4 separate regions of the Mus musculus genome follow, and regions 1, 3 and 4 are each linked to region 2. The links are chromatin contacts, called in public Hi-C, HiChIP or PLAC-seq and promoter capture Hi-C maps. All regions are on one chromosome and are shown on one strand. The core of a region is the stretch at or near the end of the contact, and the rest is flanking DNA. Distances in the headings are between cores, read along the strand shown.

What was found. Promoter capture Hi-C pulls out the DNA fragments that hold promoters and counts their contacts. Hi-C and Micro-C count contacts between places; a contact is called where the count stands out from the background. HiChIP or PLAC-seq counts read pairs in DNA pulled down with a chosen protein or histone mark.
Region 1: a contact with region 2 is called in an H3K27ac HiChIP or PLAC-seq map of bone marrow-derived dendritic cells, with 5 times the contacts expected there. The contact joins the promoter of Arrdc4 here to the promoter of Mef2a in region 2. A contact is called at or near these places in 1 of 39 promoter capture datasets (cranial neural crest) and 1 of 115 datasets of contacts at active chromatin or transcription factors (bone marrow-derived dendritic cells).
Region 3: a promoter capture Hi-C map of liver shows a contact between it and region 2, with 2.3 times the contacts expected there. The contact joins the enhancer-like site here to the promoter of Mef2a in region 2. A contact is called at or near these places in 2 of 39 promoter capture datasets (liver and pre-B cells) and 2 of 115 datasets of contacts at active chromatin or transcription factors (bone marrow-derived dendritic cells and large pre-B cells).
Region 4: a contact with region 2 is called in a Hi-C map of CD8 T cells, with 4 times the contacts expected there. The contact joins the promoter of Selenos here to the promoter of Mef2a in region 2. A contact is called at or near these places in 1 of 39 promoter capture datasets (pre-B cells), 1 of 484 Hi-C or Micro-C datasets (CD8 T cells), 1 of 115 datasets of contacts at active chromatin or transcription factors (bone marrow-derived dendritic cells) and 2 of 9 other capture datasets (adipose tissue and liver).

Annotation. Positions count from the first base shown.
Region 1 is chr7:68,747,765-68,753,986 of GRCm38.p6, forward strand. Arrdc4 (arrestin domain containing 4) reads right to left here and starts at 1,474. Exons shown (of 8, transcript NM_001042592.2): 1 at 1,005-1,474. The coding sequence starts at 1,302.
Region 2 is chr7:67,371,309-67,378,159 of GRCm38.p6, forward strand. Mef2a (myocyte enhancer factor 2A) reads right to left here and starts at 1,550. Exons shown (of 11, transcript NM_001291195.1): 1 at 1,405-1,550.
Region 3 is chr7:66,133,626-66,140,108 of GRCm38.p6, forward strand. The region is part of intron 2 of Chsy1 (chondroitin sulfate synthase 1); the gene reads left to right. Among named protein-coding and RNA genes, the nearest start is that of Chsy1, 27 kb to the left of the region's middle. Within about 2 kb of position 2,251, at least 102 of the 459 cell types and tissues checked have an H3K27ac peak or open chromatin away from gene starts, as enhancers often do. A contact at or near this core is called in bone marrow-derived dendritic cells and liver, where this site is marked.
Region 4 is chr7:66,075,067-66,081,997 of GRCm38.p6, forward strand. It overlaps Selenos (selenoprotein S), which reads left to right and starts at 4,583. Exons shown (of 6, transcript NM_024439.3): 1 at 4,583-4,723; 2 at 5,266-5,400. The coding sequence starts at 4,648.

The DNA of each region.
Region 1 (6,222 bases), core at 224-2,723, 1.4 Mb after region 2:
GGCGCAGGGGCCGAATCTTAAACAGAAACCTGGTTACCTCTCGCTGCCACGGCCTTCCCTCCAGTCAGCCACCTTTAACATCCTTGTTGGTTATTAATCACTGGGAGAAAAGACTCCTGGAATCCACAGTGAGGAAAGGACATTAAAGCAGGTAGAGCTCTCACCTGCCACACCCCATTATCCAAAATACAGCTCTCGTTAGGCACATATTTGAGGATTTATCTGGACACCATTGTACTTCTCCACAGGAGGATACGATGCACTAGGTAGTAAGCTTAAGGCATTTGATAGGTCCAAGATGATGAGGCAGACAGATAGAAGTTTACAATAGTTTCCACTGAGAGAAGACTGACTCACGGTTACTAGCATTTTCATGATGAAATGCAATCACATGAACCCAACATACATATGCATGGGCACTTCTGGAAAAGTCAGAAATGGCCCAGATGGCAGGCATTGTCTGCAAAGGCCTTTCTGAATGGGGAGAGGTAAGAGGAAGGGGAGCTACAGCAATGGATGGCTCTTAGTGAGATTCATGTTCCCCAGTGAGGAGACACTTCTCTCGAACTACCCAAGTACCACTTCCCTTTTCCCAAGATTTAGTTTTCTGTAAATCATCATGAACCCGGGAGTGTCTAGGGCCAGGACAGGCAGGAGCAGCAGGCCATCAAACTCTGGGCACCACATAACAGAATGTCACCAATTCCACCTTCCATGCCTCCAGGTGAGGAAGGACCTAGAACCCAGACAGTCAGATGGCGGGTTTCCATGGCAACGATTCTGTAATAGGTTACTAGAAGATCGCAGGAAGCTAAGTTCAAAGGTACACACCAACACAAAAGGGTCTGGCCTCCTCCTAGAAGCCAGGTAGGGGCACAGGCTTGGCCTCCTGCCCTTCCCCCGTGACAGCAGATGACTCCCCTTCCAGAAGCTTCCCTCAGTGCCACCCAGCACCCAGGGACGCGCCCCTTCCCGCCCCCCTCCCTGGGGATCTCCAAGCTCACCAGCTGGGGCCTCCAGCAGACTCAACCGCAGGTTCAAGTATTCCACTTCTGAGGAGGCTGCGGGAGAGCCCCCACCGATGCAGACCCTGGCCCCAGCGCTCGGGCCCCAGGCAGAGGTGGCACGGCCCTGGGCCTCCAGGCGCAGTCCGCGCAGGGCCACCGGCTCTGCCGCCTCCAGCAGCACGTGCCCGGCCACTGTCTCGCCGCTTGAGTAGCAGCCCTTGCTCTCATCTTCGAACACTAGCCCCAAGCTCTTGACACGGCCCCGAGGACCATCGGCTCCCGCCTCGCCTCCCATTCCGCCAGGCGATGCGGCTCTGCCACCAAGATCCGCAGTGGCCCCAGGTCGGGGTAGCCGGCTCCGCGACGCTGCTGTCACGGGCGCCGGCCGCACACCCAGGGCCACTACGGCCACAGCGCCCAGCCGGGTGAAACACCCGCACTGGGGCCCTGTCTCTTTAACACACCCCACTGGGACTGGAAAGGGGCTGACACGGCCCGCCTACAGAGCACTGCCATTGGCCAGTCGCGAAACCTGCTTCTTTCCCATTGGCTGTACATGGCCACTTAGTCATTTCATTGGCGCCCCCACACCAGGCTGAGCAGGACGGTGGTGCGTGATCAGGAGGGCTTCACCAATCGGGAGACACCATAGTGCACGTGCACAGGACCTTTATTGGTGGGAGCAAGGCACAGTCCTGGGCCACAGACCAATAGTGAGGCAGTGCGCCCATGTGGACAGAGGATGGGAAACAATATCTGTTAGGGAGGGGGCGGTTCCCGGCTCACCGGCGCATTGGTGTCAGCGTTGCTATGGTTATAGTGGGGGCGGGCTTTCCAGCTCAGAGAGGCTAGAGTAGTTTGTACTAGAACATGAACTTGTGGCTGCAGCAGGCCCAGTTTAAGATTACTTCTGCAGAGTGCCCAGCAAAAGGTTTCTTGGAAAATGGAACTCAGGAGTCTCGCTTTATGCTGGCTGCCTTGGAACTTTAAAGCAGATATCAGAATCTGCTAACTTTCATGATTCTGAGCCACACCTCTTTGGGTCTCAGACAGAATTCCTGTACTAGCTGAGAGCCAATGTCTTGGAAGAATGCTGTGATTCTTAGTGCTTTTGTCCTGAGAAGTTCTGTTCCTGGTTGCTGAAGTCCAGCCAGACTCCGTCTCTGGTTCTTCTGCCTCTAAATAAGGTCGTGGTTTTAAAACAGCACCTGCCACTTATTGGTGCTGATGCAAACAGAAGGACTCCATTATTGACTGAATAATACTCTATTTGGTCGTTATATACATGCATAAGTTGTAAAGTGTGCAAATATTATGTCTGGAAAAAAAGATCGATACTTGACACACAAGTGCCCCACCCAAAAGGATTTCGTAACCCCGGGATCATAGTCCTAGAACATGCCCAGCTGTCTCCGTGACTTGTTCCCCAAACCCACAGCTCTTCTTGCTGGTTTCTTTTTAATTCACACCGTTCTAGATAGCCTTTTGGTATCTAGAATATTTAAATATGTGTAATTATTTGTCTATCAATTTGTAATCCTTTATTTCCCCTCGTTAAAATTCTAAGTGCGTAAGCTGTTATCAAGGTTTGATAATTGAAAATTGAAACTGAAGGATATTTTCTTTCCAAGGCTCTGAAAGTATAGGTTGTTTTACTGCACTCTTTTGAGTTTAGATGATCAACACGGGCATTTTTATTGTTATCTATCTATTTATTCATTTGTATAATATTTCTATTCTTGAAGAAGTCCATGCATGCATGCAGTATATTTGCTCATATTCTACCCCCATTCCTCCCCTAACTCCTTCCAAACGCATACTTACCTCCATATTCTAACTTCACGTCCTCTTTTCAAAATTGTTGATTTAATTTAAAGTGTGGTTTGCTGTCATAGAGCTCACTGGTGCTCTATCTGTGCTGCTCATACATTTGAGCAGAGGCCATCCACTGCAGCATGGTTGACCTGCCAGGAGTCACACCCTCAAAGAACACTGTAACTTTAGTAAGGCTTTAGGGTGTCCAAAGATTCTTTAACACTTCTCAAAGAAAGTAAAAAGAGCCATAAATCCAGCCCTGGGGGTCCCGAAATACTACCCTTGGGTTCCTGATCACAGTGTCTATAATGGTCCCTGCTTCCTTTCCTTCACAGCACAGCTTGATCTTAAACATGTACTTGCACGGTGTTTATTGCCCCCACTGAGGACAAAGACTTTGCTCTCATGCATTGTTTTTTAACCTTTTGTATCTAACACAGAAGCAAGCAATACTCAATCAATGTGTGTTAACAAACACTGAATGATGGATCACAACCACCGGTTTTGAGACAGATGAATAGTGCTGGACCTCTTACTGATCTTCCACTGGCTCCAGGGAGAGATGTTCTCCTCAAAATTAAGTGTCTAGGAAAGAGGTGAAAGTTCACTGACATGCACAGACTGGCACCAGGACAGAACTGTAGACATGGCATCCCATGCTACCAGAGACCAAGATTTTGGTTTTTTGCTTGTTTGTTTTTTGCTTGTTTGTTTTACTAGGTTTGGAGATCCAACCTAAGATTTTTTGCAAAGCAGGCAAGCTCTCTCTCTCACTAAGCCACATCTCCAACCTTTAGGTTTTAGAGACAGGGTTTACACTAAGTAAATATGGGTAGTTCAGGTGTCCAGACCCCCTCTCTCTCCTAAGTGCTAGCATTTATAAGCACGAGTCATTGTGCCAGCAATGATTGTGCCAGTAATGATTTTAGACTATAGGCACCTGGATGTGTGAGCAAGAGCAGTTTAGCAAATGTAGTTCTTGGGGCTGGTGAGATGACTCAGCAGGTAAAGGCACTTGCCATAAAGCTGGACCATCTGGACTTTGAGGCCCAGGACCTACAGGTGAGAGGGAAAGAACTACTCCTGCGAGCTGTCCTCTGTCCTCCACATGCATAGCATGGCATGAACATGTTCATACATAGACACACACTCTTGCTCTCTCTCTCTCTCACACACATGCATATGTATACACACATATAAAACGTTATGTCAAGTTTAGTGTAATGTATACACACACACATAACACAGAAATACACACATAAAACTTTATGATGTGTGTTTGCATGTGTATGTGCTTATGTGTGTATGTCACTTATATTTCTGTTTAGAAGTGTCAGGACTAATCATTTGCTCTTTTATTGATAAGATTATATTGTTTTGGTGTTCTGCTGTTTGAATTATTTTTTCATTAATTAATTCACTTTCCATCCTGATCATAGGACCACTCCATCCTCTCCTCCATGCCCTACTCTTACAAATTCTTTCCACTATTACCCCCTCCCCTTCTCCTCTTTGGGCCCACCCTACATTGGGACATCAAGTTACAGCAGGACCCTCCTCTCCCACTAAGGCCCAACTGGTCAATCTGGCTAGGGGACAGGGATCAAATATCAGGCAACAGGGTCAGAGACCCCTGCTCCAATAGTTAGAGGACCCACATGAAGACCAAGCTGCACATCTACATCAATGTATAGGGAGTCTAAATCCAGTCCCTGCATGCTCTTTGGTTGGTGGCTCAGTCTCTGTGAATCCCCATGGCCCTGGGTTAGTTGATTCTGTAGGTCTTCTTGTGGTGTTCTTAATCCTTCTTGCTTGTCACTTCTATCTTCCACTCTTCCACAAGACTCCCCTAGCTCTGCCTGATATTTGGTTGTAGGTCTCTGCATCTGTTTCCATAAGCTGCTGGATGAAGCCTCTCAGGAGACAGTTATACAAGGCACCTGTCTGAAAGCATAGCAGAGTAACATTAATGGTGTCAGGGGCTGGCTTTCTCACATGGGATGGTCTCAAGTTGGGTCAGGTATTGGCTGGCTGTTCCCTCAATCTGTGCTCCATCTTTATCCTTGCATATCTTGTAATCAGGACAAATTTTAGTTAGAAGGTTTTGTGGGTGCTTTGATGCCCTTCTCCTTTCACTGGAAGTCCTGCCTGGCCACAGGAGGTGGACACTTCAGTCTTCATATCCTCTGCTGGTAGGAATCTCAGTTATGATCACCACCATTGATTCCTGGTGGTCCTCCTCATCCCATGTCTCCAGCTACTTTGAAAGATGCCCCCACTGATTTCCATTCACACCCCCAGTCCTCTCCAGTCATCACCTCTGCCCACACCTGATCCCCAACCCTGTTCCCTCCTTACCCCCTCTCCCACTCAGTTCCTTTCCTCTGTCCATCTCTGATGTCTATTTTATGCCCACCTTTGAGTAAGAGTCGCACATCATTCCTTTCCTTAGGCCCTCCTTATTTCTTAGTTTCTTTGGGTCTTGGATTGCAGCATGGTTATTTTGTACTTGATGGCTAATGCCAACTTATAAGTTAGTACCTGCCGTGTATGTCTTTATGAGTTTGTGTTACCTCACTGTATTAGTCAGGGTTCTCTAGAGTCACAGAACTTATGGATAGTCTCTAGATAATAAAGGAATTTATTGATGACTTACAGTCGGCAGCCCAATTCCCAACAATTGTTCAGTCGCAGCTGTGAATGGAAGTCCAAGGATCTAGCAGTTACTCAGTCTCACGCAGCAAGCAGGCGAAGGAGCAAGAGCTCGAGCTAGACTCCCTTCTTCCAATGTCCTTATATTGTCTCCAGCAAAAGGTGTAGCCCAGATTAAAGGTGTGTTCCACCACACCTTTAATCCCAGATGAAAGGCATAGCCCAGATTAAAGGTGTGTTCCTTAACTCGGAGATTCAATCTTCTGGAATCCATAGCCACTATGGCTCAAGATCTTCAAACCAAGATCCAGATAAGGATCTCCAAGCCTCCAGATAAGGGTCACTGGTGAGCCTTCCAATTCCGGATTGTAGTTCATTCCAAATATTGTCAAGTTGACAACCAGGAATAGCCACTACACTCACACAGGATGACATTCCATCCATTTGCCTACAAATTTCATGATGCCTTTGTTTTTCATAGCTGAGTAGTATTCCATTGTGTAGGTGTACCACATTTTCTATATCCATTCTTCAGTTGAAGGGTGTCTATGTTGTTTCCAGTTTCTGGTTATGAATAAAGCTTCTATGAATGGAGTCAAGCAAATGTCCGTGTGGTATAGTGGGACATCCTTTGGGTATATGCTCAGGAACATATAGCTGAATCTTGTGTGTGTGTATTCCCAATTTTCTGAGAAACCGCCAGATTGATTTCCAGAGTGGTTGAACTTGTTTGTACTCCCTCCAGCAA
Region 2 (6,851 bases), core at 300-2,799:
AAATACACAAAAACAAAACTAAAGTGTATATACAAATGTCATAAAAGCATTGTTACTTCATCCTCATTTCCTAAATTCACAGGAAAAGAAATGTCATTTTAGTGTGTTTTAAAACACACACACACACACACACTACTTTGTTTACCTTTTCCTCAGACTGTCCAAGTACTGCCAAGGTAACATAGATTTTAAAACTGACAACTAGACTACTTAGCAGTTGCCAAAACAACGCAGCTGGATTCTTAAAGGGAAAGTACTCTTGTGTAATATACACCTAATTACTGCTTTACAGAACCTCACTGTCATACAGTAATGGATGTTTCAAGAAAGACATAAGAGAAACACGATGCGCTGCGCTACAAACTTGAAAACTGTTATACAATATTAGTTTTAAAATAGTTGTCAACACATCGCAGCAGGTCTTTCTAATTTCAATTTCTGGAATCCCAATTTCACAGTAAACATACAGGTTAGCGCGACGGTGTAGTCAGTCTACACTCCGTTGCCTTCTGGATCATGATGACAGGGGCTTCAGAGCTCAGGGACCTATTTAAGGTCCGAGTGAGCAAGAATTTGATAGTTACACTTTTCCAGGGGGAGGGGGGAAATGCTAATTCAGAAAACGCTCACCTTTCCCAAACTTGTCTGCAATATCACTGATCTTTAATCCTCAACCGCCCAAAAACAGATGACATCGAACCCAAAGGCAAAGTTTCCATCTCACCCTGAGACCTAAGGCGGGATCTACCCGATTGCAAGGAGCGGGTCCCTTCTGCAGCCCCGACTCCCAAGACCTTTTCCCCGCACCCGCAGGTGCTCGAACCCGGCCACCGCCCGGGCCAGGTCCAGACACACAACCTAACGCCGATATCCCCACGGGAGAGTTCGACCCCCTACCTCCCGCCCCAGTGAACCAACCTTCCCCCCGAAGCAGAAGTGGGGGAACTTTAAGTGCGACCACAGGGCCGGACGCCCCCCGCACTGGCGGTTTACGGAGCGGGGAGACCCCGAGATCCGCGACGCTGGAGGAATGGACCGAGTGGCTCCGCGGCCCCCTGGGAACTCCGTCAACTTTCAGGGAGGAGCGGGGCGGCGCGGCTGGGGGCCCCAGAGGTGGCGCGCACAGGGAGGCGGCTCGCGACAGTCCCCCCCGCGGGCCCCCGCCGCCGCGCCCGCAGCCCCCCGGGCTCGCCCCAGGGCACCCCGCCCCCACCGCACGGGGCCGCGCCCCTCCGCTCTCCCGAGGGCCCGGCCGCCCCACGCCCAGCCTCGCCCCGGCGCCCGGAGCCGCGCGGGCACCCCTCCTCGGCCTCGCAGCCCCTCCGTGGTAGTGCCCCCCACTCCCAGCGCGGCCCGACCCCCTTCCCAGCCGCCGCCACATCCCCGCCGCCCGCGGCCCCTCACCGAGTCTCCGCTACTGCCGGCGGGCGCGCACACGCCGCAGCCCCGGCCCGGCCCGCCACAGCACTCCGCGCCGCCCGGAGCCGCCTCCTTCAGCCCGGGACTCGCCGGGACATCCGCGCACGGATCCCCACACCGGGGCTATTTTTAGGAGTCAGGCCTCGGCCAGGCCGGAACTCGTTCTTCGCGGCGCGCGTGCGCACTGCGAGGACGTCTTGGTGTCCCTCCGCGGGCCTCGCCTCTCCCTTCCTCTCGGCTTCCTCTCTTTCTTCTCTCCCGGGCTCTCCTTTTAGGGTATATTTCTGCTCTCGGTGGGTCCTGAAGGGTTTGTCATGGACAAGACGAGGGACTAGTCAGAGAGAGCCGCGCCTTCTCAACAGCTAGCGCTGTGGCACAAGGACAAGAGGGGCGGACTATGTTTTTCCGGGTGGGTGAGGCGACAGATCACCCGGCACAGGAAGGAGATGACGGCTGCTTGGCGCCGGGGCTGCAGCCTGGAGCGCGCTTCCCTCTTTGAAGGACCGTGTTCTCCTGGAAGGGATACTGGTCACTTGATGAGGGCCTGGGCGTGGCGGGCCGGTGGCGTCGCGCCCCCGCCGCCTCCTGGTCCAGCCCGGGCCCACGGCTCCGGTGACGCGGCGCGTGACTAGTCCCCGCGCTTGGTCCGTGACCACAGCCGAGAGGCCCGACCCGGCGGGACGGCCCAGACGCCCTGTGCGGTGCTCGGGACCGAGGCCAGCTCCCCGCCCTCGTGTGCGCCGGGCCTGCCCAAACCTCGGCTCGCCACGCCCTCACTGTGGTCGGGGCCACACCTGTGTCCAGGCCTGGACAGCTGCTGGGTCACCCCCGCCGGGCCAGCAGTTGGATGCTGTCCCTGGCCACCCAATCCCAGCAGGGGCTTGGAAAGCAGAAACACCTTGAGAATGAGGCAACCTGCCTATTTGGGCTACTAATACTAGCTAGTATGGATTAGTGGTAAACTGTATCTCACTTAGTACTCACATCGCAGTGAAGTTCACCTCATTTTCTGTTCCCATTCGGCAGATAAGAAAGGAAAACTGAGAACCACTCTGACCACGCAGGGTCACACAGCGTCAGAGAAGGGCCATAAGGATCTGAATTCCTAACTACTCGACGAACTGATTTTTCTGAGGGGAAAAGATGTCTTTGAGACAGCACTTGTATTTTGTTAACTTACTGATTTTGTCCAGAGAAGGCTTATGGGGGTGACTCTCTGCTGGTCCTCACCCCCAAAAGTTGCTACCGCTGTAGAGGTAATAAGAATGTGATGGCTGGTATCCGAACCCAGAGCTGCCCATGCAATGGGCACAAACCCTCATTCGAAAATGAGAGGCTCAATTCTGTGGTTAGGGCTTTAAAACAAGTCTTTGGGGGTGGGTGAGCAGATGTGCGGAGGAACTGGGAAGTTACAAAGGAAGCTGGAGGCTCTCTGGCTTCCTCCCTCAAGGACAACAAGGCAATGTGCTGGAGAGAGGCTGACACAAAGGCAGTACAGAGATACGAGATTACCAGACACTGGAAAATAAGCCCAGGGCTTCTACTCAGGGCCTCGCTTCAGTGTTCAGGGGAGTTTGGTGGAGGGGGGTGGCAGGGAGCTGTTATCTTCCCCTCTAGCCTGTCAGGCCCTTTGAGAGGAAAAGGCCTGTGCCCAGGCTGCAGGGAGGATTTTAAAACACACTAATTCTGGTGTAAAGCAGCAAGGTATGAGGAAAGGCACGAGTGTTATCCCACCAGAAGCCGCAGCAGCTGTATTCAACTGTTCTACTCCAAGAGAATGGCTGTTCTGGTGATTTCCACTAAAACTAAAGGTAAAGGAGAGTGAAGACTAGGCCCTTCTCACCAGCTTTTCACCCTGAGAGAGAGGGAAGGACAAAGAGGACAAATTGTTTCAGAAGACATTTGACTCTCTCATAGCTCCCCCATCCCTGCCTTCTGTTTGCAGTCCTCCTGGAACACAGGAGACTCAACTCCAGCCTGTCCACCCATCCCATCGCCTAATGCTTTTGGTCACCCTAGAAGCCAGGCAGAGGACTTGGCCATAAGTGCAGCCAAGGGAAAAGGCTGTTTGCACAGTTTTAGAGAGAACCCTTTTTCTCAGCATCTGCATCACAATATCATTGCCTAAGAATTAGGAGTGATCAGAGGATAAAAAGAGAGAGGGAAGAAGGAGGGGAAGGAAGAGAAGACAGCTGTTGGAAGATATATTACCAAAGCACACTCAACTGTTACTTATAGTTAAAATAAGTGTTTGGGGGAAGGCGTTGAAGCATCTGCACCTGAAGTCCAGTGCCCAGCAACTTCCCAGTGCTCAGCTTGGCGTGGACCATATGCCCAGCATGGCTGTGTGCTGCTGACTCCAAAGGAACGACTGAGGAGCAGCACGTTGTCCTCCTATTCTGTCTGGCCTCCTTAAAGCCCCAGTGAGCGGGCTGCAGGGACTCAGCATTGCTCTGGCACTGGGCCTGAGTGAAGAACAGCCCTTCTTTCTACAAAGAGGCTGCCAGGTCACAGCAAGGATCCAGCTTAAAACACGATACAGCTTCTCTCTTGGTGACCTTGAAAAGGACTTCTTCCTAGGACACAGCACAGGAGTAACTAAAGGAAAGGTCATTAGGGAAGACTTCTTAGAGGAGGCCATGCCCACAGTAAATCTAAAACACTTGATGGGATGCACAGGGACCCTCTGCTTAGCTCTTAGTATGGATGGAAAAGAAACAGGATCCCTGATCACCAGGGCAGCCTCTTCTTGCCTGTTACCTAACTGTCCCCACTCAGAACCCCCAATGGCTGCTTTGTGCACATCAGCCTGTTCCCCCATCTGGAGGGTAAGCCTTTCCCTACCTGGTCCAACTCTGACGAGGCACCATTTTGTACTATGGCCCTTCTCTAAGTTAGTGCATGAGTACTTAGGGGCCTCTTGTACGTGGCACAAGAGAGGATCCATCCATGGCTGACGTGGTGCAGCCTCCAGATGGAGAGCCAACAAGTAGTGATACATGAGGCTAGAAGTGTTCAAAGTGAGGTAGTACAGTATCTGAACATACTGTCTTTTTGCCTCCTTCATCGACACCAGTGGGGAGCTACCAACAGGTACTAAGCCGGTGAAAAGCTTCATCTGTTTGACATGTTGGGGAGCAAGAGAGAGAACCCATCCCAACAGATCACAGGAGACCAAGGAGAAATGGCAGTGAAATGCAAAAAGGGACCTTAGACTGGGTTCTGGTATTAAAGGGAGACATAGATGGGAAACTGGTGAAGTTTAACTAAGGTCTGTAGTTCATACTTATATGATCGATAATCATATCTTTATTTTAAATAAAATGTCAACATTCAAGGAATAATGTAGTGAATCACCATGACAATTTTGAAAGGTTTTGTTGGTCTAAGATCATTATAAGATAAAATAATTTTGGAATAACAAGGTATTGCTTTAGTATTTTATATAGATTACAATCTCCTAGTTATAATCTTTGAAGTTAAGAGAACTGGAATGCTGGTTGTGTGGAGTTTTTGTTTTGTTTTGTTTTTTTTTTAACAATAGAAAGTAGCTATAAGTCTCACTTCAATGTGAGCAATATTAGAATTGCTGGTAAATGTTGACAAGTATTTTGGAGTGACCAATGTTCTGAGTAGAGGAAAAACCTTAGGAAAAATGTTTCCGTTTCCAACACGACCCAGTAGGGTTTCATGAGTGCATGGACTTGTTCCGAAACTTCAGAACCTGACACGGCCACACGTGTAACGCGTTGAACATCGCCTGGTGCGTTCTTTTCAAGCAGTAAAGGTGCTGTTTTCACTTTTCTTATTTAATATCACATGGGCTTTTATTCTCGTATGACTGATGATGAAAAGGATGAATGCAGGCTCTCCCAGAAGGGGATAAAAGAGCTTTCCTTGGCTCTGTTTCCATTCTTCCATAGGAAAGTCTACATAAAGATTCAATAAACTTGAAAAACACAAAAACTCAAATCTTTGACAGCTGGGTGTTTTACATGATCATACTTCAAATAAGTCTTTCAATTCCTATTATACGTTGTCATTTTGTTATATTGTAGTTTTTTTCTTCTGTATAGAGTTTATTCAGATTTTGCAGCGCTCTCCAAAAACCATCCATAGATTCACATGTCAATTATTGTAATTCCAAACCTTGAGTTTATTATCTTTTCACTCTCTGTATCGTTCCAAAGAGAGACTGATTCACATACACACCGCAGCAGTCCACCCACATCAGCTGCTTGCATATGAAATGCTCATTGTGGCTCTTTGCCATTCTCCTCTTCTCACGGATGTTCCTCCTGAAGGCTGGCAATGTCCTTTGGTCCCACCTCAGTAATCTCTTTCTCAGCGCATTCCAGCATGACAAACCTCTGCTGTGTCTACTAGGATGTCCGCTTAGACCCATTCTGGGTCTAGATGTCCCCAAAGATCCCTCATCCAGAGAAAATGATAGATTCTCTCTAGGACACATTTGCAAATTATTCTCCAATGACAACTCACAGTCTAGCAGGAATTTATAACTGTTAGAAATGCAAGGTGTTGAGATTTGAAGCAAATTTGGGAGTCGCCAAAAAGGTAAAGCTGCAAATTTGGTATCAAATAGTCCTTTGTTTATATCATATTCCTAACAATTTTTTTTCAGGTGTGTTACATTGGGTAAACTGTTCAACTTCTCAACCCAACTTTCTCATGTATAAAGTGATAGAAACACTTACTTGAGGTTATTTTGAGTGACCTATGTAAAGTGCTGAAATAAGCTTCACATTCCTACCCCAATGACAACTTTGTGTGTGACTGCTCATTGATAAATTAAATTCCATGACTTCTACGAAGACCCTAATGTATGTCAAGCCCTGTCCTGCTCATTGATAAATTAAATTCCATGACTTCTACGAAGACCCTAATGTATGTCAAGCCCTGTCCTATGCCCTGAACAAACAGATGGGACCCATGTTCTCATGGAGTTTGTAGTCTTGAAGTCAGATCATAAAAGATACATAAAATATGTCAATAAGGGCTATGATAAAGTCAGAGAAATCCTCTATCCAGAGAGAGGAACTGTGCTGATCCTGTAGCTTTGGGTACAGGGAGGGCTTCTCTGAGGCAGTGATGGTTAAGCTGAGTGTTCATAGTCAAAGAGCGACCCAAGCAGAGTGAAGAATGAAGTGTTTGGAGAGAAGCGAGTTTAGTCTGTTCGAAGTAGAGAATGGTCACAAGCTTGGAAGGTCAGTTTGGCAGGTCAGTTGGGAGAGAAGTTTAAAGCCATGAGAAGGCTGCAGTTTGGCATCAATACTTATACAGAAAAATGAAAAGAAAAAAGTAGATAAAATTACTAGCAGGTTAATACAAACTGCTTCCTTACCGTACGAAATAGGCTGAGGCACCTGTCTGTTGGATCACTAGCCAGCTACTTGTTTATTTATTTATTATTT
Region 3 (6,483 bases), core at 1,001-3,500, 1.2 Mb before region 2:
AGCTCCAAACTTTGTCTCTATAACTCCTTCCATGGGTATTTTGTTCCCTATTCTAAGGAGGAATGAAGTATCCACACTTTGGCCTTCCTTCTTCTTGATTTTCTTGTGTTTTACAAATTGTATCTTGGGTATTCTAAGTTTCTGGGCTAATATCCACTTATCAGTGAGTGCATATCAAGTGAATTCTTTTGTGATTGGGTTACCTCACTCAGGATGATATCCTCCAGATCCATCCATTTGCCTAAGAATTTCATAAATTCATTGTTTTTAATAGCTGAGTAGTACTCCATTGTATAAATGTAAATGTACCACATTTTCTGTATCCATTTTTTTGATAAAGGTTATTTCCAGCTTCTGGCTATTATAAATAAGGCTACTATGAACATAGTGGAGCATGTGTCCTTATTACTAGTTGGAACATCTTCTGGGTATATGCCCAGGAGAGGTATTGCTGGATCTTCTGGTAGTACAATGTCCAATTTTCTGAGGAACCGCCAGACCTATTTCCAGAGTGGTTGTACAAGCTAAGCAAGCATATTTTTAGGTTGCTTCAAAGTAACTATGATATCTTCCCAATTTTAAGAGGCAACAATAAATTAAAGTTTGTAGTTCTGATATTTAATCATCTTTATTGGTACTTAATCTGGTGTCTTTAGCACAGCAAATGAGGAAACAAAGGCAAGAATGAACTTGACAGTGAACGGTGGCAAAGGCAGTGCTGACGGGATTAGGGAAATCGGGTAAAATTGCTTAAGGTTTAGAAGAGTGTTGTAAGTTGGTATGTCTCAACCTTGTGCAACAGGAATGTTTGTTTAATCAGAATGTTGTATATGTATATATGTATATATATAATCAGAATGCTACATATGTGTATATATATAATCAGAATGTTGTCTATGTATATATGTATATATATAATCAGAATGCTGTATGTGTATATATGTATATATAATCAGAATGTTGTCTATGTATATATGTATATATGTATATATATAATCAGAATGCTGTATATGTATATATATGTATATATAATCAGAATGCTGTATATGTATATATATTTCAAGTACTGGGGTTGTATGTAGATCTCATACCAGGCAGGATTTTATCAAAAGTGGACTTTACGTGAGATTTGCTTGAATAACTTGAAAGGAGCAGGTGCCACTCCAAACCTAGACATGGTATCTCAGTGGGTGGAAATTCCCTGTCTACTGTATAGTACAGCCTTCTCTGACAATTCTTTACCCACTAAACTTTCAGGAGTTGTCATTCATTTAGATTCAGAGAACGTTTCTTAGGAGGTAGTGGTGTTCCGGAACCATGTAGAACTTAGCACTGTTAGTCTACCTTTCCACTTGTCCTGGGTAGCAGAAAGAGAGATTGCCTTTGGTTTTTCCAGTGAGTAGAGACTGTATTTGGGGTGGGGGAAGCCAGACTGGGTGCCAAATGCTCCCTCTGGGCTGTGCTTTATAAGGTTAATACTATTTACATACCTTTCTTCTCTGAGTCATGTTAACACTCAGGAATTATATGACCAAATACAAATGAGTGGGATTGAAGGACAGCACTGTCACTGTGAGTGACAGTGTGAACAGCAGTCTCGGGAGATGACAAACACAAAGGTTTGACAGGATTGGTTTTCTTTCTTGGTTCCACTAGCCAGGCTGGCCTTAAATTCCCAGTTCCACCTCTGCTTTCTGAGGGCTGCTCTTGCAGGCACGGATCACCACAAAGTAAAAACTAAGTGTTTACTCAGTGTAGCTAGGAATCTCTCCGTTTTTCAGACTAGCTGCTAAGTAATTTAAAGCTTGTTTATGGACTGGTTCCATGTTTCAGCAGTTACAAAGTGAAACTTACTGTGAGTCAGCATCCACCAGTAGGGTCTCAGGGGGTAACATGTTTGTTAAATTCTCTCCAATGGGATGGAGCGTGAGGAAGACATCTCACCTTCCTATGTTAAATCTCTAACTCCACACCAGGCAAGACTAAACTAGAGTCTAAGGTACAGAAATTCCTCAGTGTTTCTTCCTGTGTCAAGGTCTTGAGACATGAAGACTTCACTCAATGTGGGCCTCTGGGTTGGAAGAGAAAGGGGCATGGAAGAGCAAGCTTGGTGGGTTGTGGCAGAGTCAACTGCTCAAGGACTAGTTGTTTACAAATGTTAATTTCCTCATTTTAGCTCCTGTGTCATAGTTAAGTAGGAGGAAACAGGGCAGGAGGTGCTAGTCTCAGCATTTACAGTTCTGTTATTGGAAATGGTTTCAGAACATTTTGTATTACGTTTCGGTGTCTGCCTGCCTATGTGTGCCAGCTATGGTGTCTGTAGAGGTCAGAGGATAATCCGTGAACTTGGCTCTCTCCTTCTACCATGTGTCCCAGATACTGAACCCAGGCAGTCAGACTTGGTGGCAAGTGGCTAATTTACTGAACCATCTCACCAGTCCCTCTAAAATTATTGCAAATTTTAAAAAAGGTAGAGCCAGGAGTGTTGGAGTTTAAGGTCATCCTTAGCTACATAGTAAGTTTGAGGACAGCCTAGACTGCTACATGAATCTGACTGCAAAAGTGGGGTGGGGGCAGTTAGAACACAGAGCCTTCCAACAGAAAATGAAGGGCTTTTGTTGTGGTTGTTGTGTCCTGTAGACTGTTCTGTGCTCTGGGAAACTGGGCAAAGCAATACAGAGCTGGATTCTCTGAGTGGATATTATACAGGATGTGAATTGTAGCTTACTGACTTCTAGGAACTTGAAGACAGAAGAGGTCTTTGTTCTAGAGGCTGCAGACTTCTAGCTCCATAAAGAGCTTATCATTGAGCAAGATTATAATGTGCCATGTCATGACTGTAAAAAAATGTGTAATGGGACCATTACAGCCAACCCTTTTCCTGGGTAGCAAGATTCTTTCAGCATTCACAGAGCAATTAAATGCTAATCCCCTGCTGACACCAGGATTCAGGGAAGGCAACCCTGCTGGACTCTACTACCTAGGGGTAAAGTAATCTGTGCAGATTTATTTCTTTGATGCTGGACATTTATTTCCTAAGCCAAAAACAAAAAATAAACAAAACCCCCAAAACACAAGAATTGGAGGTTGAGGACTTAGCTCAGTGATAGAGCACTTACCAGACAAGCATAAGGTCCCGTGTTCCCTCTCTAGATGAAGGCTTAGTTTTACTTATACCGATGCAATTGAAAGCAGTAGAAGGCTTGTTGGTAGATATTTATAATGGGTATTTTAATAATTCAGGTTTCTGCTTGCTCAATTAGAGTACAGTGCCTATGGAAATGAGCATATCTAGGTAATACAAATATGCTTAGCTTTTTAAATGATGCAAAAACAGTGTGCCTGTCTGCCCTGAACATGGAGACTGTGGCGGTACAGCCTTGCAGTTCTTGTCTGTCAACTTCTCTGTGTAAAAGCTAGAAAGCAAGAGACTCAGAAGAAGCAGACATGAGGTGGCATAAGAGGGAGGCTTACAAGACCTGCAGGAAGTTTTTGGAGATGCAGTGCATGGGAGGAGTCCCTTGTTTTTAAAAAAATAAACAAGACTATATGACTAAGTCATGATTATAGTGGCTCATATCTACCTGTACCTGCAGATCAGGGAATAGAATGCCCTTTCCTGACCTCCACGGGCACCAGGCTTGAGTGTGGTGCACAAACATATAAAAGGAAACACCTACACACATAAAATGAAATAAACAAACATGTAAAATATTATACTTGAACATCAAATTTCAGATGAGTTAGGCATGGTGACATACACCTATGCTAGCTACTAAGAGGCAGGACAATCACAAGTTCAAGATGAGCCAGGTAAAACACTAAGGTCCTGTCTTTGGGAGGGGCATTCTAAGTAAAACCACACAGCTCTGTGCTAATCTCCAGCTGTCTGTGCCCTAGTTGCCCTCAGGCCTGGCAAGATTGCACTCTAGTGCAATCATCACACTAGGCGTCAGCATCGTACGTGTCCACCATATCCAGGGATCCATTCCCTTAAAAAAAGATGCAAGTACCCTGCAGGTACCCTGGCATTGAGTGTGCAGCACTGCCAGTCTCAAACCAGCGAATGTAAACCCAAGACTCTGCCTTTGGGATGTACCAGATGTGCCCAGATAGGCTACGGCTTGCTGACCAACAGATTGCTGAAGTCACTTGGTGACAGTGGCAGGGGATCAATAGGACTTTTTCCCCCTTTCTTTCTTTTGTTGGTAATTGTATTTATTTACATTTCAAATGTTATCTACGCCCCGGTTTCCCCTCCACAAACCCCCAATCGCTGAGGGTGCCCCCCAACCTCCCCAACCAGCAAAGCAGAAGTCACTGTGACATTGCAGAAGCAACAAAAATGAAATTGGTTCAGTTAAGCCTTTGTAGTAAAGCTTTTATTTCTTTCAATTTTAAGTTACATTTATCTAGTTAGTTATTGTATGTATGTGTGCATGCTACAATATACATGTAGACATGAGGACAACTACCAGGAGTTGGTTCTCTCCACTATATTAGTCCCAGGGATCAAACTAGTATCATTAGCCTTGGCAGCAAGGACATTATCCACTGGGCCATCTCACTGATGTTAGCAGAGAAGTCACATTGCACTGTTCTACTCTTTATAATGATCATGTTCTTTCCTATGTACTTCAAATCTTTCTCATTGTAACTGCCCAGTATTCATTTGGCAGTCATCAATAAAGTTATGTTGCCAAGAGTTTTAGATGAAGGGGTAATTTTAATCTTCCATCTTTTGTTTGGCTTTTAGAATGCTCAGATTTAAGCTAATGTTTAGTGATGAGACCTTGTGGGCCTCTGTCAGTCAGCAGTCTCTTGTGATGGGCTTCCAGAGTTGGTGGCAGCATGAAAACACACGGGCTGTTTGGCCTCCAGCCCAGCTTCTCAGCTCGTTCTCCGCATCCTGGAGCAGCTGCTTCAAGAGTTGTGATGCTCACGTCTATGAGGGCTCTGTGAGGGTCCCTGCCTCCTCCTTGATCCTTGTTGCAGGAGCTCACCAGTTATTGCAGTAACTCAGAGAGGGGACACTGTTCCAATGTCACAGCAGAGTTTGTTTGACATTTAGTGTTAATCATAGAAAAGTCTGTCAATAAAAACCTAGTCTGTCTTTTTCATGCTGATAATATCGTCCTTTTCTGTAATTTTTAGGAGAAATCCATTGAATATCATTTTGACTTTACAGTATGTGTAGTCAGTTGAATAGCATCCACCCAGAGATAGCCAGTCTTAGTAAATGTCACCTCATTTGAAAAGTTGGTTTTGCAGATTCCTTTATTAAACTGAGGAACTTGAGGTGAGGACACAGCCCTGGATTGTCCGGGTGGGCACTACACAAGAGAAACCTGAGCTACACAAACAGGAAGGCCGTGTGAGAACAGCACCTGTGGGAATGGTGCAGCCATCAGAAGCCGGTACAAGCCAGTAGGCCCCTGGAGAGAGCATGGCCCCACCACATATCTCTGAGTGCCACCTTTCTTGCACTCAGAAAGGTGGGAGAATCTTCCCCCGACCCATATCTCTCTGCCTCTGTGTCTCTGAGAGTCTGTGTACAAGTGTTCCTGTGTGTGATATACTCGCATGTTGATGCCTGAAAGCCAGAGGTTGACTTTGGGGCTTCTTCAGTTGTTCTCTACCTTTGTTTGTTTGTTTGTTTTTGTGTTTTTGACAGGGCCTCACTGAATTCTGAGCTCTTGAATTTATATAGACAAACTGACCTGCAAGCCACAGATATTTAGCTGCCTGTCTCCCACTCCTTCCCCTAAGCACTGGGGTTACAGAAGCACACTCAAACAACTTGCTTTTTATGTGGGGCCTGGGGACCCAGGCTCAGGTCCTCATGCTTGCTCAGCAACTATTTTACTCATTGAATCATCTCCCCAGCTCGGTATTTCTGTTTTGTTTTTAAGCCAGCAAGTCTGTGGTGATGTGTGAAAGCAGTCTTTTAATGACAGGCTCTCTCTATGTAGCTTTGTCTGGCTTGCAATCACTTTGTGGACCAGGCTAGCCTCGAACTCAGAGAGATCCACCTGTCTCACCCTCCCAAGTACTAGGATTAAGGGCACGCACCATCACAGGCTGGCTGTTATGGCAGTCTTAAGATGCAGAAGTGGTATATTACCCAAAAGAGAAGCCTTCAGGAATGCAAGAACAGAGAGGCTCCATCACCCATCATGGAGCTATGGGCCAAGGGCTGCTCTTGCTAAGGTCACCATCTCTAATAACAGGACCTCACAAGTGTGTTGTGTGAAGTGCCCGACACAGTGAGCACTGCCCTTCTTCCTGCCTGGTTTGTCTAATGCAGAGGATATTACAGTATAGTCCCCAGACCAGCAGGTTCAGCATCATCTTGTATCAGGGTCTCCCCATGCCCTGTATTGAAAACCAGAGCCACTGTATCCTCAGAGGTAAGCATGTATCAGAGTCATTTAGGGCTTTTTTGGGTTTGTTTGTTTGTTTGTTTTGAGACAGATTTCCTAA
Region 4 (6,931 bases), core at 3,333-5,832, 1.3 Mb before region 2:
CCTACCTCTGCCCCACAGTACTGGGTTGCAGGCACGAGTGTAGACAGACCCAGCCTTTTACCTGGGTTGTAGGAATTTGAACTCAGGTACTCAAGTTTGCATAGCATGCATTCTTACCTGCTAAGCCATCCTTCCAGCCCCTGGTTACAGTGTTCAAACTCCTTCGATGATTCTGAATGTGACAAGCATGTTAGGTTGTCTCTGGATGCTTTTTGGTGATTGCTGGTAACATACAGTTCTCATAGAGGCAAATGCCAGATGCCTAAGATACAGCGGAACTGTGGCTTCTGCTGAGCCCCAGCCTTAAATTCAGTTCTCTCCCATGCTGGCTCAGCATCTCCAGTGAGGCTACCTGTACTGCTTCCACAGCCCTTCTGTGAATGCATAGCCCCGTTGCTGACAAGAGTACTTGTTTCTTTTGGCTAGGGGTGTGGCTTGCTGGCAGTCTTCCTCAGACTACAAGATCCCCAATACCAAAGCAAAAACAGATTTCCTGTCTTCCATTGCTTCATTTATGAGTCCTCTTACTGGATGAGGAGTCTTGGTCAACAATCCCAGTTATGACAAGCCAGTGGTTGCTCTGTAATTGCACAGTTTTTACTAAAAGTAGCTTCATGAAACCCTGGCCTGGACATGCACTGAATTAGTCTGGACTGAAACTATTGGCACTTAGATGGTTTAGTATTTGGGGTAAGTGAGAAAAACAGGACACCATTGCCTCATGCATGCCATTGTCCCAGTCAAGGACTTGGCAAAGCTAGCTAGAGGCAAATGAGGTTTCCTTTCTTACGTGTCTCAGGACCCAGATAACTGATGAGGTTCAATTCATTTGAACTTTCAATCTGTGTTTTTCCTGGAGCCTAACATTTTCAGGGAATAGTTTTGTAGAGTATGAATTTCATTCAGGCGAGTATTGTCTGTTACAGCAGAAGTTTGTATCACCTGATAGTTGTGCAACACTTGCAAGAATGGACAGATGGAACTATGTTACGATGCTGATTTGAGGTGGACTCATGTAGCCCAGGCACATAGGAAACTGGCCTGAAGTCCTAATCCTACCTCCACATCCCACCAGCTGAGATTACAGGTGTCTCCTCACCTGACCTTGAATGTTTCCTCTCTAGCATTTGTATAACTGGTAAATGCCCTACTTTTGAAGCTTGCCCTAATTAAATTAATGGATATGATTAACAAGACTGCCTAGCTGAAGGCTGATCCCTGGAATGGGCAGGACAGAACAGATCTCTCCATACATGTGCCTGCATACATGTATGTGCACCACACAGGAGCTGGAGTTGGAGAGATGGCTCAGTGTTCACAGGACTTCTCCCAGGGGACCTGGGTTTGGTTCTAGCACTAACATGGCAGATCACAACCTTCTGTAACAGTTCCAGGGAGGTGTGCCTACATTCCGGCACACGAGAGCATTCCTGGAAAGTGGCAGGTCCTTACTGCTTGAGCAGGACTGGCATTTTATTGCCTTCTCTGAGCCCATGAGCTCCCCACACCCTTCATCCTGTGTAGCTGCTTGTTATATTGGAAAACAGCAATTTTGGCAGTTTGCCAGCAGGAAACACCATCTGTTTCCTTCCATATTGACTCTGCTCTTTATTTTTAATGCTTTTATTACCCTATATTAATTATATATAGTAATGGACTTCATTACATGCCCATAATGTATTTTAATTGTACACACACACACCTATTAGCCTCCTTTGTCCTTCAGATGGTCTCCCTCTTTCCAATTAACTACCCACTTTCTGTGTCTGGCTTTAGGGTTGATTATGGAAGCTTGGGCAGCCTTACCAATGGCTACACCACTGAACAAAACGTTTCTTAATCCTCCATCAACTAGTAACTGTAAGTCTTGGGGGTGGGGCAGGCCCCAGTTAGCACCTCCTCATCTCAGTGGTAGGATGTTGAGGAGCCCAGTCTTGTGCAAATCTTGTGACATTCGTGATGAACAAAACTAGGCTTTCTATGCCTTGAACAACTAACTAAGCTATACTCAAAACTGATAACAGGTCTGCTTACTCTCCATTAACCAAAGCATTTACCTGGCTGAATACAGTGGATGGGGAAATTCTAACCTGAAGGACATGGCTATAAGAAGGGCCCAGACAAGGATGTGACAGTAAGTGACAGGTTAGAGCCAGACATTGAGTCTACATAGCCAGTGGTGGGCGTTGTGGTTACTATTCACCTTTGCCCTAGTTTTCCAGGTAACATCTGAGCTGTTCAGGTTAAGTACAGGGAGGCAGCTACCACATGAAATGTCAAAGGCGTCACACCTGAGAAGTAGGAGCAGGATTGCAGGAACTGAAATTAAACCCTAAAACCCATGCACTCAATTCAAAATACCTTAAATTTTAGTTGAATATTATACTGTGTATCTAAGTATGTACACTGGGTTTGTAAACAAAGTTATTGTTGGGTGTGTGTGTCTATTTTTAAATTTGGCTTTGCTGTTTGGAGAGGGGGCTAACTACAGAGATATGCCTGCCTTTGTCTCCCATGGTTTTGGTTTTGTTTTTTGAGGCAGGCTTACACTGCCAAGTGTGGCCTTCCTGTTGACACCAAAGATGACTCTGAATTCCTGATCCTCTTACCACCATCTCACAAATGCTGGGATGAGAGACATTTGCCACATACTCGGGTTTGCAGTGGGGGACCTTACACCTAGGATTCTGTACGTGCTAGGCAAGGAAGCACCTGGCCAATTGAGATACAATCCTACTCCTACTTTGTATGTTTTAACATGTTATCTTTCTGAATTGCTAGTTTCCATGTTAGATTGCAAAGTTCCAAGCGGAAGAGATTCCTTGGCTAAGACTATGTAAAATAATGATTTCATTATTACACTGTTTTATCTGTGTATCATGTACTTTGATCCTATCCATTCACCTCCCTTTTTATTGGTTTTGGGTTTTTGGTTTTTTTCAAGATAGGGTTTCTCTGTAGTCCTGGTTGTCCTGGAATTCACTCTGTAGATCAGGTTGGCCTTGAACTCAGAAATTTGCCTGCCTCTGCCTCCCAAGTGCTGGGATTAAAGGCATGGTTTTGGTTTTTTAAGACAGGGTTTCTCTGTGTAGCCCTGGCTGGAACTCACCCTGTAAACAGAGCTGGCCTCTAACTCAGGGATCAGCCATCCTCTGCCTCCTGAGTGCTGAGATTAAAGGAGTGAGCCAGCACCTCCTCTTTTAATGAAACTAACCCCTCTTAACCAGTGTGCGGGGATTAAAGGCTTTTAAGGCAAGGTTTCTCTGTGTAGCCCTCACTGTCCTGAGCGTCAAATTCAGAGACTCACCTGTGTCTGCCTGCTGAGTGCTGGGGTTGAAGGTGTGTGCCAACATTTCCCCTCCACCTTGTCTTTTAATGAAACTAAACATTACTTATTTCATCATCATGATTGCAGATGTTAAGGGACTGGATCAACAGGCAAATGAGCAACCTCCTCTCTCGTAACCAGATGTTTCACTTGCTCTGTATGATGTGAGAAATCACCTTAAGCAAAGAGAGAGGGTTCAAACTGGCCTCAGAGGTGGGGTGGCAGTCATCGGTACCAAAAAAGAAAAAAAAATTAAACTGATCCTTTTTTACCACTGAGAAAACTATTAAAATCATAAAACTTTAAAAATTTAGCAATTTTTTAAAAAAGCCATGTTGTGTCTGAAAAAAAAAATCAGCAAATTCATGGCTATCTTCATATTCTTAGCTTCATATCCAGTCATCAAAGTCTATTTTCAAGGTGGTTGATAATGTGAAGTGACTCCAGGCTTTTCTCTCCCATGTCCCCAGATGGAGTCGCTGAATTAGAAGATCCTTAACAGACTAGTTTTTATGACACAGTGAGTTTTATTTCCATTTTGGAGATTCAAAGTCCTCAAGCTTGGTACAGCACCGTATAGATTCCATCAGGCTCCTCAGGCTGAGTCATCTCACGGTGGGGTGCACAGAAATCTAGTCTCTTTTTCTCTGGGGACACCCACATTGACCTCATATAGTAGTTTCCCAAAGGATCCCACCTTTAAACACCACAGAGTTCTCACCTTCTTAATCCCATTAATCTATGGAAACTTGATTCCATCAGTTCCTTTTCAAATCGCAGCTATCTCCTTTATTGCCTTCCTAGTATGTTGCAGAGAACCATTACAAAAACTGTGGTAATGTAACACATAAGAGCCTAAGTTGAAGTCATTACTACATTAATTCCTTCCCTTGAGACAGTGGATCAGAAGAAAGGAATTCTAAGTAGATCGCTTTCCGCACGTTAGGGGAGGGGAATCTATGCTGCAAACCTTTAGGGCCCGGTGACAAGGGCGGGACTCAAATCTCATCTCCAGGAGGTTTCAAATCTCTTGAGCCTCAATGTCCAATCAGTATCAAATACAAGATCGGTTATCCGAGCTATGCCGAGTTGAGCTGCGAGCTCCTCCCTGAAAGTCAAACGCGCTTCCGCCTGGGCATCTTTCAGCCCCGCCCTCTGGTCACACCCCCCCTGTGATTGGTCGAGCGTCGAGGTAGGTCGAGCCACGATAGGTCAGTACCGCCACGGCAGTGAGCGCCACGTGTACATAGGGCCGAACCGGAAGCGCAGAGCAGAGAGGAGCAGCGGGCTTGTCGTTGGTGGCGGTGGCGGTGGCCGCCATGGATCGCGATGAGGAACCTCTGTCCGCGAGGCCGGCGCTGGAGACCGAGAGCCTGCGATTCCTGCACGTGACAGGTCAGGGGCGGCGGGCGCCGCCATGCTCGGTGGGTCGGCCTCCAGGAGGCTTGGCGTTAACGCCGCGGACTGGCCGAGCCTGCTTGTTGGGCCGGAGCTCACCTTTCTCGAAGTCGCCCTAGCTGGGCGGGCGCTCGCGGACTTGGCTCACGGGAGTCCCTTTAACATTTTCCTTTTGCAGTGGAGTCCTCCGCCCGGCGTTTCACTCTACCCGACACTAACACACTGTTGTCTCACTCCTTAACAAAGTGTAACTCACGGAGTCTGGATGGCCTTTGCTTTCCTGAATCAGATAGACACGTCCCCTTTAGTCCTTCAGAACCTAGCTGCTGGGCTCTGCACCCTCCGGGCTACTCCCGAGTCCCCTTGTAGTTGAGAAGTTTCTGTACCCAGCGATTCGCTTCTTAGGAGTCCATTTCCAGCTAGACTGTGAAGGTTCTGAAAGAAGAAGCTATGACTATTTTTGTAGAGTATTATTGAAAAAAATGCTATTACCATTTCTGAAACTGGTTTCTTTCTCTTTTTTTTTTTTTTCCCCCCAGTGGGCTCCCTGCTGGCCAGCTATGGCTGGTACATCCTCTTCAGCTGCATCCTACTCTACATTGTCATCCAGAGGCTCTCCCTTCGACTGAGGGCTTTGAGGCAGAGACAGCTGGACCAAGCCGAGACTGTTCTGGGTTAGTGCCATGTGGTAGAAATGAAGGCGCCTGTCATTTACTTAGTGGGTGGTGGCAAGACATGCCTTTGAGGTTTGAAAGATTTTTATTGAGATGCAAAGACTCCGTGATGGTGTATAGCATACTCAATGCACATCTTGTTCGGTGCATGGGGACCAGTCCCTGGAGATGGCCAGGTCTTGTGGAGGAAACAAGAAGTGTCAAGGGGCGGGGGTGGGGGTGGGGGGATCAGGCATTGGGGTCCTGGGAATCTTGCCACCTGACTGACTGGAAGTGGGGTGCTGCTTTATACAGCACTCCGTAGACAGGGATGGATTCATAGATCATATTTTTGTCCCCAGATGTATTTTAGCTTCCTCGTAGTCATAAGTTTAGCCATCATTGATAAACCGTGACAGAGCAGAGTTATCTTTTACAATCATTTTCCCTCATCAACCCCGTAGCCCATTTTTTTAAAGAATCTAGAGGCATATTTTGCCAAAGCATGACAGTCCATTCTCAGGCTGGTAGCTCTTATGGTTTCAAAGGCACTAGACAGAAAATCTCCAAGCCAGCCTGGGTAGGTTGTCATGTCCTATGGCAGTAGATTAGCAGTTTATTTAATCAACTTTTGATGGTTAGAGTGCTAATTGTCATTAGGCCCAAGGAAAATCTTCAGGCCAGAACTGCTACAGTTATTATTCAATTTTGGATGTAATACAATGTTTTTATCTTTGTGGAATTTATTTTTAGGTCTGAACTTGGTATTCTTTTGTTCCTTGGCCATAGGACATCACAGTGGTCCTGCATAGACTAATTTTTCCAAGGGAGGTCTTAATCCCTCATTCTTCTATCATTTATCCACACCATCCTTTGTCCATCAGGATAAGCCCCCGTGTAGGGCAGAGATAACTCAAGCCGGTTTAACTTTGTTGTTGTATCTTTTTCCTGGAGGGGCATTCCATATGTGCCCCCCCCAATGTTATATATGCCACGTATTCCCCTGAGTGACAGGAGGAAGAGGCTTTAACCTGATTGATCGGCTGCCAACCTCTCCAGCCTGCTGAGTCTTATTTCTCTTTTAAGTTTACCTTGTTCTAATTATCTTGTGCCTGAGTAAATGGAGAGGCGAGTGCGTGATCCAAGGATATCTTGGAGCCTGAGCCTCACAAGGAGATCTCTGGTGTCTTTATTTGAGACACAACCTCCGGGCCTAAGGAAGACCCTCAAGTAGAGCCAGATAAGGATGTCTCCCTAAAAGTGGGGTGAGTGGTATGCTTAGGACTCCCCTAGGAACGCTTAGAAGCTGTCCTCTTGGGAGAAGGCATAAGAGAGTCATACGCTTCCCATCAATCCCCAAGTTGTACAAATATTAAAAGTCCCCAAGCATGCAACACATGGAGATCAAGACCAGAAGTGGAAGACCATGTGACAGCGATTGTATCGCTCTGCTCAGCTTTGATAGATAGCGGTCAAGCAGCTGTGCTGGCTTTGTGACTTTCACTGTTCCCATTAGCTGTGGCTGGGCCAGTTAGTGGGTCTTAATTTACAG